Regions from separate parts of the Anas platyrhynchos genome. Here region 2 is linked to region 1. Evidence: chromatin contacts called from public Hi-C data. All regions are on one chromosome and are shown on one strand. Each heading gives the region's core, a stretch centred on a gene start, on an enhancer-like site or on the middle of the called end of the contact. The rest is flanking DNA. Distances are from core to core; before and after follow the strand shown. Region 1 has its middle 29 kb from the start of IL6. Region 2 has its middle 48 kb from the start of CDCA7L.

The links. Hi-C and Micro-C count contacts between places; a contact is called where the count stands out from the background.
Region 2: a contact with region 1 is called in a Hi-C map of skeletal muscle, with 2.7 times the contacts expected there. The contact joins two enhancer-like sites. A contact is called at or near these places in 4 of 8 Hi-C or Micro-C datasets (F1 follicle, F5 follicle, skeletal muscle and 1 more).

Annotation. Positions count from the first base shown.
Region 1 is chr2:126,286,752-126,293,874 of IASCAAS_PekinDuck_T2T, reverse strand. No RefSeq gene overlaps it. Among named protein-coding and RNA genes, the nearest start is that of IL6, 29 kb to the right of the region's middle. Within about 2 kb of position 3,699, at least 1 of the 8 cell types and tissues checked has an H3K27ac peak or open chromatin away from gene starts, as enhancers often do.
Region 2 is chr2:126,507,622-126,514,744 of IASCAAS_PekinDuck_T2T, reverse strand. No RefSeq gene overlaps it. Among named protein-coding and RNA genes, the nearest start is that of CDCA7L, 48 kb to the left of the region's middle. Within about 2 kb of position 2,689, at least 1 of the 8 cell types and tissues checked has an H3K27ac peak or open chromatin away from gene starts, as enhancers often do.

The sequences.
Region 1 (7,123 bases), core at 2,450-4,949:
CTCAGCTTTAGTGTGAGCAGATTTAACCAGCCTGTAAACCCGCTGTGGGTGCCCCTATTCCCTTGCCACTTGACAGACTACCCTTGTGTCACCCATGTAAAGGGTATGAGATCTGCCTTCACCCCATTAGTGAAGTACAGTAGTTTCTCTTTTAAAGAAAATGCTAACAGTTCAATGTTTTTGCTGGATTGTCTTTAATAACAAAAATGGACTAAAAATCATGGAGAGAGCCTGTAAAATAATTTTGTTTTGCTGAGGAGATTTTTCAGTTATATCTGACTTACTGTGACAAAATTGGTATACATATTCATTTCTTAACAATTTTCAATCCAAAATTTTAGTTTTATTTTGGAAGGAAGGGAGTGCCTAGAGTAGAATTTTAGGACCTGTTTGCTCTAGGAAAATCCACTATGATAAGAACTAATATAGGGAACTAAGTTCCGACACTGCAAAGTTGAAAGCAACAGCAAGTGAACTGCAAGGGAAAGTTGAGCAACTAAGACTCTTCGAGATAGTTTGTTTCTCATTTTGCAATTTTCATTTTACCAACTTTTCAGCTTCACTAGCTAGATAACTTTTGGTCTAGAAGTAGCACAGAAAGATCTTCAGTTCTTTTTAATATCTTCCGTTCTCTTTAATATCACCTGTTCTCTTAAATATCTTTATCAATGATCTGGATGAGGGGATCAAGTGCATCCTCAGTAAGATTGCAGACAACACCAAGTTAGGTGCGTGTGTCGATCTGCTCGAGGGTAGGAAGGCTCTGCAGGAGGATCTAGATAGTCTGAACTGATGGGCTGAGGCCAACTGTATGAAGTTCAACAAGGCCAAGTGCTGGGTCCTGCACCAGGGGCACAACAACCCCAACAAGAGCTACAGGCTGGGAGATGAGTGGTTGGAAAGCTGCCTGGCAGAGAAGAACCCGGGAGTATTGGTTGATAGTCGGCTGAATATGAGCCAGCAGTGTGCTCAGGTGGCCAAGAAGGCCAACAGCATCCTGGCTTTTATAAGAAGCAGTGTGGCCAGCAGGTCTAGGGAAGTGATTGTCCCCCTGTATTCGGCTCTGGTGAGGCCACACCTCAAGTACTGTGTTCAGTTTTGGGCCCCTCACTACAAGAAGGACATGGAGGTGCTCGAGCATGTCCAGAGGAGGACAACAAAGCTGGTGTGGTCTGGAGAACAAGTCTTATGAGGAGTGGCTGAGCGAGCTGGGTTTGTTCAGCCTGGAGAAGAGGAGGCTCAGGGGCGACCTTATCGCTGTCTACAGGTACCTTAAAGGAGGCTGTAGTGAGGTGGGGGTTGGCCTGTTCTCCCACGTGCCTGGTGACAGGATGAGGGGGAATGGGCTAAAGTTGCTCCAGGGGAGGTTTAGATTGGATGTCAGGAAAACTTCTTTACCGAAAGGGTTGTTAGGCATTGGAATGGGCTGTCCAGGGAAGTGGTTGAATCACCATCCCTGAAGGTATTTAAAAGATGTTTAGATGTAGAGCTTAGGGATATGGTCTAGTGGAGGACTTGTTAGTGTTAGGTCAGAGGTTGGACTGGGTGATCTTGGAGGTCTCTTCCAACCTAGATGATTCTGTGATTCTGTGATCTTGGTCAATGAATCAGCATTTCTGTCCCTTCAACTGAGGTGTGAGAGCATGCAAAGCCAGATCTCAGGGATATCTGATAGATTCTCCATGAAATGTGAAAAATCCTGGCCAACCTGCTTCATAGAGTTAAGGTAAGAAGTTAGATTAAAATTGAAGTGTTTGAACATAAATATCATTTTTTTGGGGGGGGGAAGGGAAGGGAAGGGAAGGGAAGGGAAGGGAAGGGAAGGGAAGGGAAGGGAAGGGAAGGGAAGGGAAGGGAAGGGAAGGGAAGGGAAGGGAAGGGAAGGGAAGGGAAGGGAAGGGAAGGGAAGGGAAGGGAAGGGAAGGGAAGGGAAGGGAAGGGAAGGGAAGGGAAGGGAAGGGAAGGGAAGGGAAGGGAAGGGAAGGGAAGGGAAGGGAAGGGAAGGGAAGGGAAGGGAAGGGAAGGGAAGGGAAGGGAAGGGAAGGGAAGGGATCAGCTGTTTTTAAACACTTTCTTTACTTGTAAAAGGACTTTGATTCTTCAAGTTAAATTACATGCATATGTACCCTTTAGAAAGTATTTTATAGGGGTGTTATAATGGTTCATTCACTTCAAGTCTGTGGCTATTCTCCCTGATTAATATTACATATCACTTAAAAATAAGTGGGTTAGGAGGAAATTGCTTACAATGAAGCACATGAACAGGCCAGGATCACACTGTTTCCTTCTGGATACAGACACTTCAAGATTGTCTTTACTTCCAGGTATATGAACTATTTCTTCAAGAGATTCTCACCTCATGGGGTGTCCAGGATGAGTTCTGCTCAGGGGAGGAGAGAGTCACTCAGCATTTTCACATTTTGTTCAACAGATGATCCCTCCTTCACCCATCACCTTCTGGGTCTTTCCTGAAACTTTCTGCCCCAGGAACGGTACAGAGGTGTTAACCTCAACAGGATTTCTACCTCAGACATCTAACATATCAGAAATATGAACTTACCTGAGGGAAAGGATGACATTAATATTACTACCATGGGAAGACAGAGAGATTTTCCTGAGGCTAACCACAGACCAGATAAAAAGATAGCGACATTTTCCATAAAACTGTTTAATTCACAGAAGTTGTTTCATCTGTGAAATATTTTTTTCAAAATAATTTCAAGATAGTTTCATACACTAAGCTTCAGCTAGATAGCTTCATCAATTCAGAAATTAACTGATGTCAGGGGACTCAGGTCTTCCTCATTTCTAATGTTATTTCCATTCCTTTAGATATCACAAATTCCTTGCTAAGATGATGGATGCTGCAATAACTTTGGCCTTAGGTATCTAGAAAATGAAGAACACTACTGGTGTTTCAGCTTTTAAAGGCAGATGTTTAACAGTGGCCTACAGGAGTTTCTTATGGCCATCAAAACATGGCCAGTGGCTCCCTGTCTGTAGCATGGTAGGCAACAAAAGGACCATGTCTGAATCCCTCCCTACTGGTGGTGTCTTCCAGTGCAAAGAAAAAGTGTCTTTGATCAATTCCAGGAATTAATGTGTCTCTACATGTTGTTCAAACTAAATTATTTTATTTATTTTTCACTTTGAGCTAAATATCTCTCTCAAAATTAGGTTTAGGGTTTGATTGGGAGGGGCTAATTTTGAATATCTTCATTTTATGCCCTACACCTGCTACATCGTTAATATGCAGTGCATAATTAGCATGTAAATGATTATAAAGTACTTCATGGAAGGTGAAGTTTGAAGCCCAAAACAAGAAAGAAAGGAAAAAAATGAGAGTTTCTAACATTGTATCATTGCTTTTAAAAGGAGTGAGACCAATTTACAGAAGCAAACCAACCATTAGGGACCTCTTTTCCAGTGAAGGTAGTTACAGTAAAACCACACTTTCGAACATTGTCCTCTTAGACTTCATTCCTAATCTATTTCATCCGTTTTATGTTTCATTTCCAGCAATGAATAAAACCCTGAGGAGAAATAAAACTAATTATTTGTAGGTGGCCCCTCACGATCTCCTATTTGACTGTGTCAAGCCAGAGTCATTCTGCTGACGCACCTCCCGTCAGCCGACTGTACAGTACAGCGGTGGCTCTCCTTCCCTCATTTTGCTTTCCCTTTCCACTTGGCAGAGGTACGTGTGTGGGATTTCAGAGTTGCCTGCCAACTTTGAAATGAGAGATGTGTCCAACTCTTATTGGTCGCTCTCAATTTGTAAGGGATAAAACAACAATTTGAAGTTTCAGACAAATACCAGGAAGGAAAAAAATTCTTTGCTGTTGATTTACTGGAACACACTATCATCAGGACTTGAAGGGAGGGAATTTAAAAAGAACAAATTGCATGGATTACGCAAGTTATTAACTTTCCAAGCTGATGAACAAGACCAATAACGCACACCCTAGAGTAAGAACATAGGTAACAAACATCCAGTTCACAGCTGCCATGTCTATCTTAAAACCGATCTCTGTATAACTTTCTAGACTAACCAGTTAATACACTGGCTCAAATAATGGCTGAATTTTCCCCTTCTCCTCTGCTCTGGACTCTTTTTGACCTCTAAATAGGACTGCATCCAAAGTTATCCTCATAGCACTGTGCATTTCCAGTTTAGTTTGCAGCAGTGGTTGCATAAATTAAAATTAAGAAGCAGCTTTCTGATGCTTCCTAAATCATATCCTTAATTATGTCAGGGCACAGCTAGTAAGATTTTAGGGATTAGACCCAAGATCAGTCTAAACTAGCTTTTGAGATACAAAACTTAAGAAGGACATCAAACCGTTTTTGAAACATAAGCTGGAGACTGCATTTCCCATATACAGTATCTCACCTTTAAAATATGATATATCAGTTGGGGAATCTTATTCTAGAGACATCATAAGATTTTTGTGGGAGTTGCAACAGAAAGAGTAATAAGAGGTCTATTAAACTTGGAACCTAATGGTGGACTACAAAGCACGAATGTATATGCAGGGCTTTGCTGAAGACTGAGTAAGTGTGAGATATGTATCTTGCAGCAGCCAGTGAATTCACAGATTTTTAAATAATATCTATATAAGACTCTTTCTAAAATAATAATAATAAAATAAAATAAAATAAAATAAAATAAAATAAAATAAAATAAAATAAAATAAAATAAAATAAAATAAACCTCTTTTGAAGTAATATTATACAGGGTAAAAGAGTAAAAATAACATAAATATCTTAAAGTAAGAAAAATGTTTTTACCAATTTTTGGCCTACAAAGAGTTCTGCTATTTAAATACGACAGGACGTTTTCTTTATTCTTAGGACTTCCTAGGCAGTTATCTCAGCAGCCAAAGAGGACCTCATATAAGTTAGAGAAGAAGAATTTATCCTGGCATAAAAACTACTGATTAGCTTTTTAAAAGTGGTAGGAGTTCATGTTGCTATTTTTAAAATTCTACATTGATCCAAAAAACCCACGCCATTCCTAAGAAATGAAAAATACTCTGAAAGCCTGATAAAACTTTTGGGGGGAGGGGAGAGAGGGAGAGTTTTTCTCCAAACAGTTTTCCACTGCCAAAAACATAAGTAATTTTTCAGTCCAAGTAATTCATTTGAGGATAGTTGTTTTCGCATTATATCAGAGATCATTTCGTACTCCTTGTATTCCAGATGGTCCTAACAGGCTACCTAGTGCTTGTAGGTACAACTCTGGTACAGCTAGGAATCTCACAACCTTACAGGTGTTTTACCATTACCCCAAACTGGAGCTCTAATGCCCTTTGTCTACTGCAGCCTTCTATAGCCTTCCTGTGACTCCCAAAATTGCCACCATCTCCCATGGGTTCCCATACTTTTCTGTTGGAAACTGAAACAAAACTGCTTGCAAAGACAATTTGCCCACCTCTGTACTAGAGGTATAAACTAAACATGTGGAGGCAATGTGTAAAGATGGATACTGGTTTCAGTAGACTGGTTTCAGTCTTTCTGTATAGCAGTTTATTTTTTTTGGTGCATTTCATATCCATTTATTTTGTCCATGAATGCAAAGTACTGGTAGTTCGAAGACCAGATATAAATTCCCACAAAAAGGATGTTTCATGTTCTTCTCCTTTCCCTGCTCAATGGAAAAGCTGTGTGCAGTACTGCTTATTATGTTCTAGCAGCTTTTTCTTAACACAAGGCATAGGACAAGAGTTGGACATTAAATCCCAGCAAGGTAGTATCCTTATATTTAGATCACTGTATCTAACTACACCCAAGCTTTAAACCAGTCATGGCAACACCAAGTTTAGGATAAGCACTCAGTTAACTCCCCCACTTTCCTAGGAAAGCTTTGCACTCTATACTGAACCATCTGTTACCATGAATATGCTGGCAGAAGATGCACAAGATAGCTACTTCATGGGACAATGACCTCACTCACTACGTTTACTCCAAAAATCACTAGTATGGGGTCCTGGTGGAATTCTTTTGTCACTGCCTTCAACTTCCCATAACCTCACACCCCCAAGACCTTGAAGACAAAGAACTGCCAGATTTTTACCTGTGCTATGTAGGCTGAAGGAGGTCAGTCTGGTGCTCTCCTGGCCTGCCCATAGGTTAGTGTGTTAACTTTCAGCCTCCTTAGCCCCCATGTTTCTCACAGAAAGTGCCTAATTCCCCTTCCAGAACATGCATATATGCAGCATGCTTTTAGATGACTACTGTTGTGTTCAGTGATGCAAATATACTTTCTTCTAGTCTCATTATTTTTCCACAGTCAGCTCAGGAGAGATTTTTTTTTTTCTATTTTATCTCACAGACATGGGATAGTGTAGCAACAATATCACTCACCAACAACTTTTTTTTGAGGGGTTGCCTTTTCTCATTTTAAAGAGAGAAGATACTTTTCAAGAGTCTGTTTTCTAAAGCCACGGAAATTATTTTTTTTGCCAAAGAAAAGGATGAGTCAGGCTGCTCGCAGATAGTACACGCAGATCTTTTAGAAGTACATTAAACTGTTCTCTGGGAAATAACTCACATCTGACTTCACAGCCTGACACAGCCAGTGCAGGATGACCAGAACACCATTAGCACATGAATCATGCAAGAGCGACAGGTAGCTGAGCACACAACGTTATGTCACAGTTACATCAATATTTAGAGTACTAGAAGAGATAATAATAAAATAAACAAACAAACAAACAAATAAATAAGTGTCAGAGTACAACTGAATCATTCATGAGAAGCCAAAATACTGTGATGAGCCAGACAAAAAAAAGCACCAGTGCATTCACACCCATATTGCCTCTGCTGCCAGCATGGCCCAGGGTGGTGAATCCCAGGGGAAAGCATCAAGCAGAGAAGATCACAGCATTCACTACCCCCATAACTTTTGGCAGTCAAAGAGAGACTATTTGCTACAATTTCATTCTGATACACAAGAAAAAGAAAAAGGCAAAGAAAAAGGCAAAGAAAAATAAATCAGAATTAAATAATAATAATAATAATAATAATAGAATAAATAAAACAGTTTAGAATAAAGACAGTGCACATAAGCAGGGACTAAGGTATCCACCAAGCATTGTTAGACAGCATTTTCTTGTCTCTG
Region 2 (7,123 bases), core at 1,440-3,939, 220 kb before region 1:
TTATCAAAAATACCCCAAACACCATTCCTCTCTGAAGAACTAGAGGGGGAAAATCAATTATGTATAAAAATAATGAGAGCATAAATTAGCTTCTGCAACTGCAGAGGAAGGGCCTAGGATGCCAAAAGCCTGAGTTTAACTGTGTTTTTATCCACTCCTGCTTTATCAGCATGATCCAGAGTCATCCCTGCCACCAGTGCTGCTGTAGTTACAGCTGATGTGATGCCTTTGTTCCAATGCTTTTGCTTCAGAAGAACTGAGTGTGATGATGCCACTTCGCCAAGTCAAATTCTGCCATTGACACTCACCTCACCCGTAAATGATTTTTGACTCTCCATGTGCTCATCAAAGCCCATAAATGATTCTTTTACTTAGCAAAACAACTGAAAAACCAGGCCCTAGAAACAAGCGCAGAATGAGGTGAGGACTACTTTTCCTGGAGAGAAATGTGTCAGTCAGTACCTAAACCCTGCTACTGAGTAGAAGAGCAAAGTCTGATCAAGTTGCCTGCCACAACTAAGGTTACTCTTTGCTTGTTTGCACACAAATTGAGGAAATAGTAAATACTTATCTGTATGTTTTTCAGGTGTGAGCTTACACAAGATCTCTCAGGGATGGCAGGTATATGCCCTTAACAGCACATCTGTGAAATATTTTATGGTCCTCTCCCTTATGAGAGGGGGCTCAGTAATAAACTATTATCCGTTGTTGGGACTACTTTTGGCAAGGTGAGAACAGCTAAAACACACTGTCAGCTTCCAATTAGTGGCAGCTCCACCTGCAGAAGTCCCCTCCTGAGCGCAGAAGCCCCTAGATGGCGCTGCGATATTCCTCTTCCACTCGGCAGCACTGAGTGCTATCTGAAAATAGTTTTTTTCCCCGTTTTTGTTTCATTTTTACACAACAGAGTGAGAAAGTAATAAATAAATATATATCAAATAACCCTATCCAAATATCAGTTCACATTACTTAAGCTTAATTCCCTGTTACTACTTGAAAACAAGGCAGGAAACTTGATCTGATTCCCATCCAACCTGCTCCAACTAGAAATGTCTTTTTATTGATTAAAAGCCAGTTCAAAATCTTGTTGCAGTAAAACATACCCGCACTGCTATCTGCTTTGTGTAATCGCTGTTCTGCCATTCTGTTATATTCACTGGTGCCATTCTGTTATATTCAGATTGTATCGTCTTGCTGGGCCAGACAAGATTTAAGACTTCCATGGATCTTTCATTTTGGCAGCCCTAAACCATTTATGCACCTTCAGAAAAGATGCTGCAAGATAGCCAAGCACCGGTCTTTGCACTGTGAAATATCCAGGATAGAAATAGGACAGATGTTCAATTTCTGTTCCCCTGATGCTCAATTTCTGTTCCCTGTTCCACTTCTCCATACAGCAGCCGAAGACATAAAAAGCAAGAAAGCAAGCAAAAAAAGACATACACACCCCAATTACAAATATTGAATGGCCCTGCTGTTTTACTGGTAGTAGTCAGCTCAGAACAGGGCAGCACTAACATTAGGACATCAGCAATAACATTAGGTAAAAGCAGGAACTGGCTCATGACCCTGGATCAATGCGTTGCCAGCTCTACCAGCCATTAAACTTTCAGGAAGAAAAGCAAGGTGTGCTATTGTTACCTTGCTTGAACATGCTCACACGCTGATTCCTATGACCTGCAAAATTGCCACTGGGCATGAGCTAATGTAGCATTGGGCACGAGCTGGCTTTCTGCCTGCCGCAGAGCCAAGGGGCTGGGGAGCGGTGCTGCACCCTCCTGCCTGACTCCCTCACATCTCTCCCAGCTGCCCTCCACGTTCCCCTCAGGCACATAATTATTTCTGAAGCCTTCATTACACTTTCAGACTTGGATGAATGAATTTCAAGTACTAGAAAGTTAACAAAGGATAAGACAGAGCAAGCAAATGAGACATTTTCTTTTTTAGAAACTAGGTTAAAAATGCTTCCTCTTCTCTCTCAATTGTATCATCAGTAAATTCGTGCTCCCACAAGCACAGGTTACTACAAACGTGATTGCTGACATAAAGCAGAACAAAACTCAAGCAGAATTTAGTTTCATAGTTCCTTCTTTTGCCAATCACCTGATAGTGCAATCCTCTGCACAAGACAGGACAGGATTTTCCTAGAGCCAATTATCTGCTTTTTGGTCACAGTATGCTCTTGCTGGCATTCAGCCTGAGATATTGCAATGTAAGGAATACAAAAGTAGCCCCCTCTTCAACCTCTCTTAACAAAGATATTCACAGAAAAAAATAAAACCATTAAACTATATAGTAGTGAAACCCAAGCCAGTAAGATCTGGTTGCTGTTTTGGCAGACTGGGAGGCCCAGGGAGCAAACTACTGCTAGTAGCAGCCTGCTGAGAAAGATGTTAGGGTGAAGATTGGAGCCATGACTGTAGCAAGCAAGGGGAAACACCAGAAACAGCCCCCAGGAAGAGGGGCTCCTTTTCTACCTAAAGGGGTTGCTCTGAGGAGCCTGAGAAAGGTGCTCCACCTTTCTCCAGCTTCTAAAATGTCCCCTCAGGTCTGTGGTTGTTGTCTGTGGTATCTGACTCTATGCACATCAGCTTTCCTACACTCAAAGTGACTTGTGTCCTTAGGCTCGTCACAGAGTACATTACTTGGGCAACCATCAGCCAGCCAAAGGGAAGAGGAAGTTGGTTTAGGAGAAGCAGCAGATGTGGCAAGCTTGCTCAACCCTGTGGTTGAGTTTCCAGTCCCAACGGGAAGATCTATGCCATCCCTGGAGGTGTTTGAGATGTGTGTGGATGTGGTACTTAGGAACGTGGTTTAATGGTGGACTTGGAAGTGTTAGGTTGATGGTTGTATGTGATGACCATAAGGGTCCTTTCCAACCTAAACCTAGATCACGATTTGCGAGTGACCGTGGCCAAGCCTCTTTGCTGCTCTCTTAAGTTGCTGCATGTATGAAACAGGTACAGTAACTTCTCTCTGCCAATGGTGTCTGGGGGACTTAATCTTTGTGTGCTTTCAGATCCCTCTAAATGCCACTAAGTGAATAAGATTTATTGACATTTCTTTTATCTGCTGTTCACAAGCACCTGAGCCCAGGAAAAAGCAGGTGTTAACAGCCCTTGTCACCGCCCCAGGCTAAGCAGTGACAATCTCTGTGACCACAGTCACAACAGCACAGCAAATACAAATACACTCTGGAGAGATCCCATAATGAGCTGCAGGATTTAGTGGTAGGATAGAGTTAACAAGTTGTGTGTGTTTTTTTAATAAGAGGGTTATTACATAGAGGAAGAGGATAGCACATCTCCCAGGTTCATGATTTGGCTTAGCCTGCAGGCTCAAAAGCAGTGGCATTGTGCTTCTTCATAACTATAAATGATACACGTATGATAAAACTGCAGCTCTCCCAGTCCCTAAATCACATCAAAATCTAGTTATTATTTTTGGGAAAATTCAGATTTTCCCAGAGTCCCTAAAACCTGCAGCTGTCACTGACCAGCAGCAGCGATGTTCAGCCTTTCTGAATTTTACTCCTTTTAGTAGTCACTGACTTCCAACCAGTGACTTGTAACATGACTGACTCCCAAATGCTCCATTGTTTTATGCGTTTGCAGCTTCCCTGTGACACCATATGCTAGCTCCAGCTGGCTGGCCCCAGTGTGCTCAGTCACTGACCCAGCTGTGCACATGGGGGCACTGCAGAAATGGGGAATTTGGGGTGCTGTGCCCAGGGTGAAGAGGACATGACCCATGATGGCAGAGAGATTGCAGACCATCCCCAAAGCACCTACCCCAGGTGCAGCACTGCCCCATGTCTGCTCCAGGGGACAATCCAGCAGGGCTGTACCTCCTGGCCTCCTGACAGATACACCTGAGAGACCTGAAACCAGGAGCAACCTGTTTTCCTTTCACAGTGCAGTACATTTGCAGCACATTGTATTTGGGATCAAAGCCCAGCAATGCTATACAAAACAGCTTAACCTCCTGCTTTTCAAAGGTCAGGTGAACATAGCTGCAAACAAACACCAACAGAGCACATGTACAACAGCACCTTCCTCAAAACCAAAACATATACAAACAAAAAACAACCACCACCATCAACAAAAGCACTCCTTGGGCTCACAGAACTGCTACTTGGATGAAACACCAAGCTCAGCATTGTGTTATTAACCCAGCAGGCAGCGAATTTGCTTGCTTCTGTCAAATACATACAGACAACTCTGTGGCATGTTTAGAGAAGCTAGCCCAGGCCAAATGCTCACGTTGCAGCCAGCAGCTTTGGATGAGATGCTGACTCGGGGGGCTACTGGCAGATGAGGAGGTGAAGGTCTTTATTCCCATTAGCATCTGTCCTAAGTGAATGTGCCCTCTCATCATAAAAGCTGGAAACTAAATCCAGGGGGAAACGTGCACAAAAAGGCTGAACAGATAATCACATCAATCCACTTAAATGGGAATCTGAGTCAACAGATCTAATAAACGGGGGTCAGCGGACCACACAGATGACAGGAGCCTTTCACAGCTGCACTATGGCCTTCAGTCCCTCGAGATCACACAGGCAGTTTTGATGCAATAAACTGTCTCTCCAGGCACAGGATTTCACCACTAGATGTCAATGGTATCTGAGTTTTGGAAAGAGAAGCTACAGCTACGAGCAGATTGGCTGCAAGAAAAGTTTGTTCAAACTGGCAGCAGCTTTTGCTGGAAGCAACCACACCAACCAAGCCCTCTCCTTGGTCAAAATGATGATGTGCTCCTTACTGAGATGCTCCCTGTAAGAACCCTGCCTGTCTTTTCATAAAACTTGGCACTGGCGGTTTCTTCTCTAGTTCTTGTCAGGAAATGATACCTATGATATCACTCAACTTCCCCAGAAAGCCTCAGCATTTAGCCCAAGTCTCTCCTCATTTGCACTTGCACAAACACAGATCGAGTCTCCTGGACTCACTCATATCACTCTGAGAATTAATCCACACTGGCAAAAAGCATAAAAATAAAATTTAATTGGCTAAACTGAATTATACTATTCAGCAGAAAATCTTTTTAAAGTTAGCTACTTCGCTTAAAATGAAGTAAACCTCATCAAATAAACAGTAAGCAAGAATGTCTATATTAATTCTAAACTATTTTGAACTCATTCAAATCATTCCTAGTCAAGTCATATGCCTCTCTGATAGTTCCTATCATCACATCATCATCTGTTTGGACTTACATAGAGGCTTCCAACCAATAATCAATAGGTTAACGTAACTTTCCATTGTTGCTCTGAATGAAAGGGGAGAGATTCCCTTACAACTGTAGCTGGGTTTGTTTCAATGGAAGCTTTTTCTGAAGTGCTTGACATAACCATAAGATTCCACATTTTCAGGGGATTTATGGCTGACAAACTGTCGCCCTGAAATGCTGAGCCAAATCCCTCAACAGAAGTTTGTTTGTCCTAGTCACCTCCACCGACAGCACTCATCATGGGAGCAGGCCTATGCAGGAATCAGGCCCAAGTGGCCTCAGCAGCAGTTTAATTGCTCATCAAGCAATACAAACCTTCTTCGTGCATAAAAGAGAGCTTGCACAAATATTTGTTAAAAGCCTGTACAACTTACTGTGGAACTGCTTGATCTGGGGTTTGATATTCACCATCCTTTGTCATCCCTAGGTTTGAATCATCACTATTTACATTTCTTGGTAAATTCCCCTCCAGCTCTGTGCTCTCAAGCCATCTGTCACAGCTGGTGGTGCCTCTCTCAAGAGACCCTTAGGTTAAATGGGTGACTTCTGTCAGTGTCACTTCCCCATGACAAGTAAGGCTCCATCAAACCCATATTCCTGTGGAGAGGAAAGGACCTGCACCTGTGACAGAACAACAGCAGGAGGCCAAGACAAGAACCCAACCTGCTCAAGTTTTAGAAGCCTTGACAACTTTCTGCAAGAATTCAAGTGCAAGACAAAAAGAAAACCTGTTCCAGATATCATACAGTTCATACCCCGTCTTTCCACAGAAGTAATTATTTAAATCAATCAAGGGAAGCTACCAGAGTAACCGTCCTTTGGTGTTCTTCTGCTCATTTAGTTCTGCTTCATTTCTTACTCATTTTAGACTTGTGCTTCTCCAACCTTCTGTAAATTAAAGGTCAAAGAACTTGCTACCAAATCTTATTCTAAACATTGCTGAATCAGTATTTCTTAGCACCCCAGGACTGCTCTGATTCCGTCCTTCAGAGATAGCTGAAACTTTACAGAGAGTTATCAATGGTACCAGGACCTTAAGGCACACTACAGCTAGTCCACACACACAAGGACAAACTGCTTATACACAAACCCTGCATTCTCCACTTCTTACAAGTTAACGACTTAAGCAGGCCAATATACAGGTGCAATCAATCAGACCCACAAAGAGCTTCCCCTTCACCTGCTGGGTTTATGTGGCCTCCTGAATAGCTCTTCTCTCTCTCCTGAGACCCAAATTAAATGGATCTTAAATGCTTTCTCTTGCTTGCTGTGTTTTTATCAATGGTAAGGACAAAAGTTACCTCTACCTTGAGGATTCCCCCTGGGGAAGCAGGACCAGGAAAGAGTTTGCAGCACCCTTCAGAGCAAAGGAAGCTTTCTGAGGCTTTCAGGATTGTCCCCCTTTCCCTCCTTTCATAGTCTGCCTGGGATAGGAGAGGGATGGAAGATAATGCCAAAGCTCAGCCAGTTCTCAAAACTGCAGAGTCTAGGATGATCTGTGAAGGATGGTGCCTCTGCAAATCACTGGCAGTACAGACCTCTGAGGTGGTGGAGTGAAAATGGCAGTGAAAGCTAAAAGCCAGTATGCAGACTGCATCATCCCTGACCTCCGAGGCTGGGCACATGCCAAAGCTCACTTTCCCTAGGCTTTCTGGACTTTTATAAAGGTCTTATGAAGTCCAGCAGCCTTCTTCCAGACTGGAGCGAATGCAGAGGAAAATATTTATCTCCTTGCTTCAGACTGTTTATTTGCCCCGTGTCTTCAGGCCTACACTGATAGATGAACTGCACTGTGTGATTCTCTGATACCTGATACAGCCACGTATTTCAAGGTGTTACTGTAGCTACTTGTGCTGTCAGCGTGACATGGTGGTTGCTGTAGGAGCTGTAAAGGCTG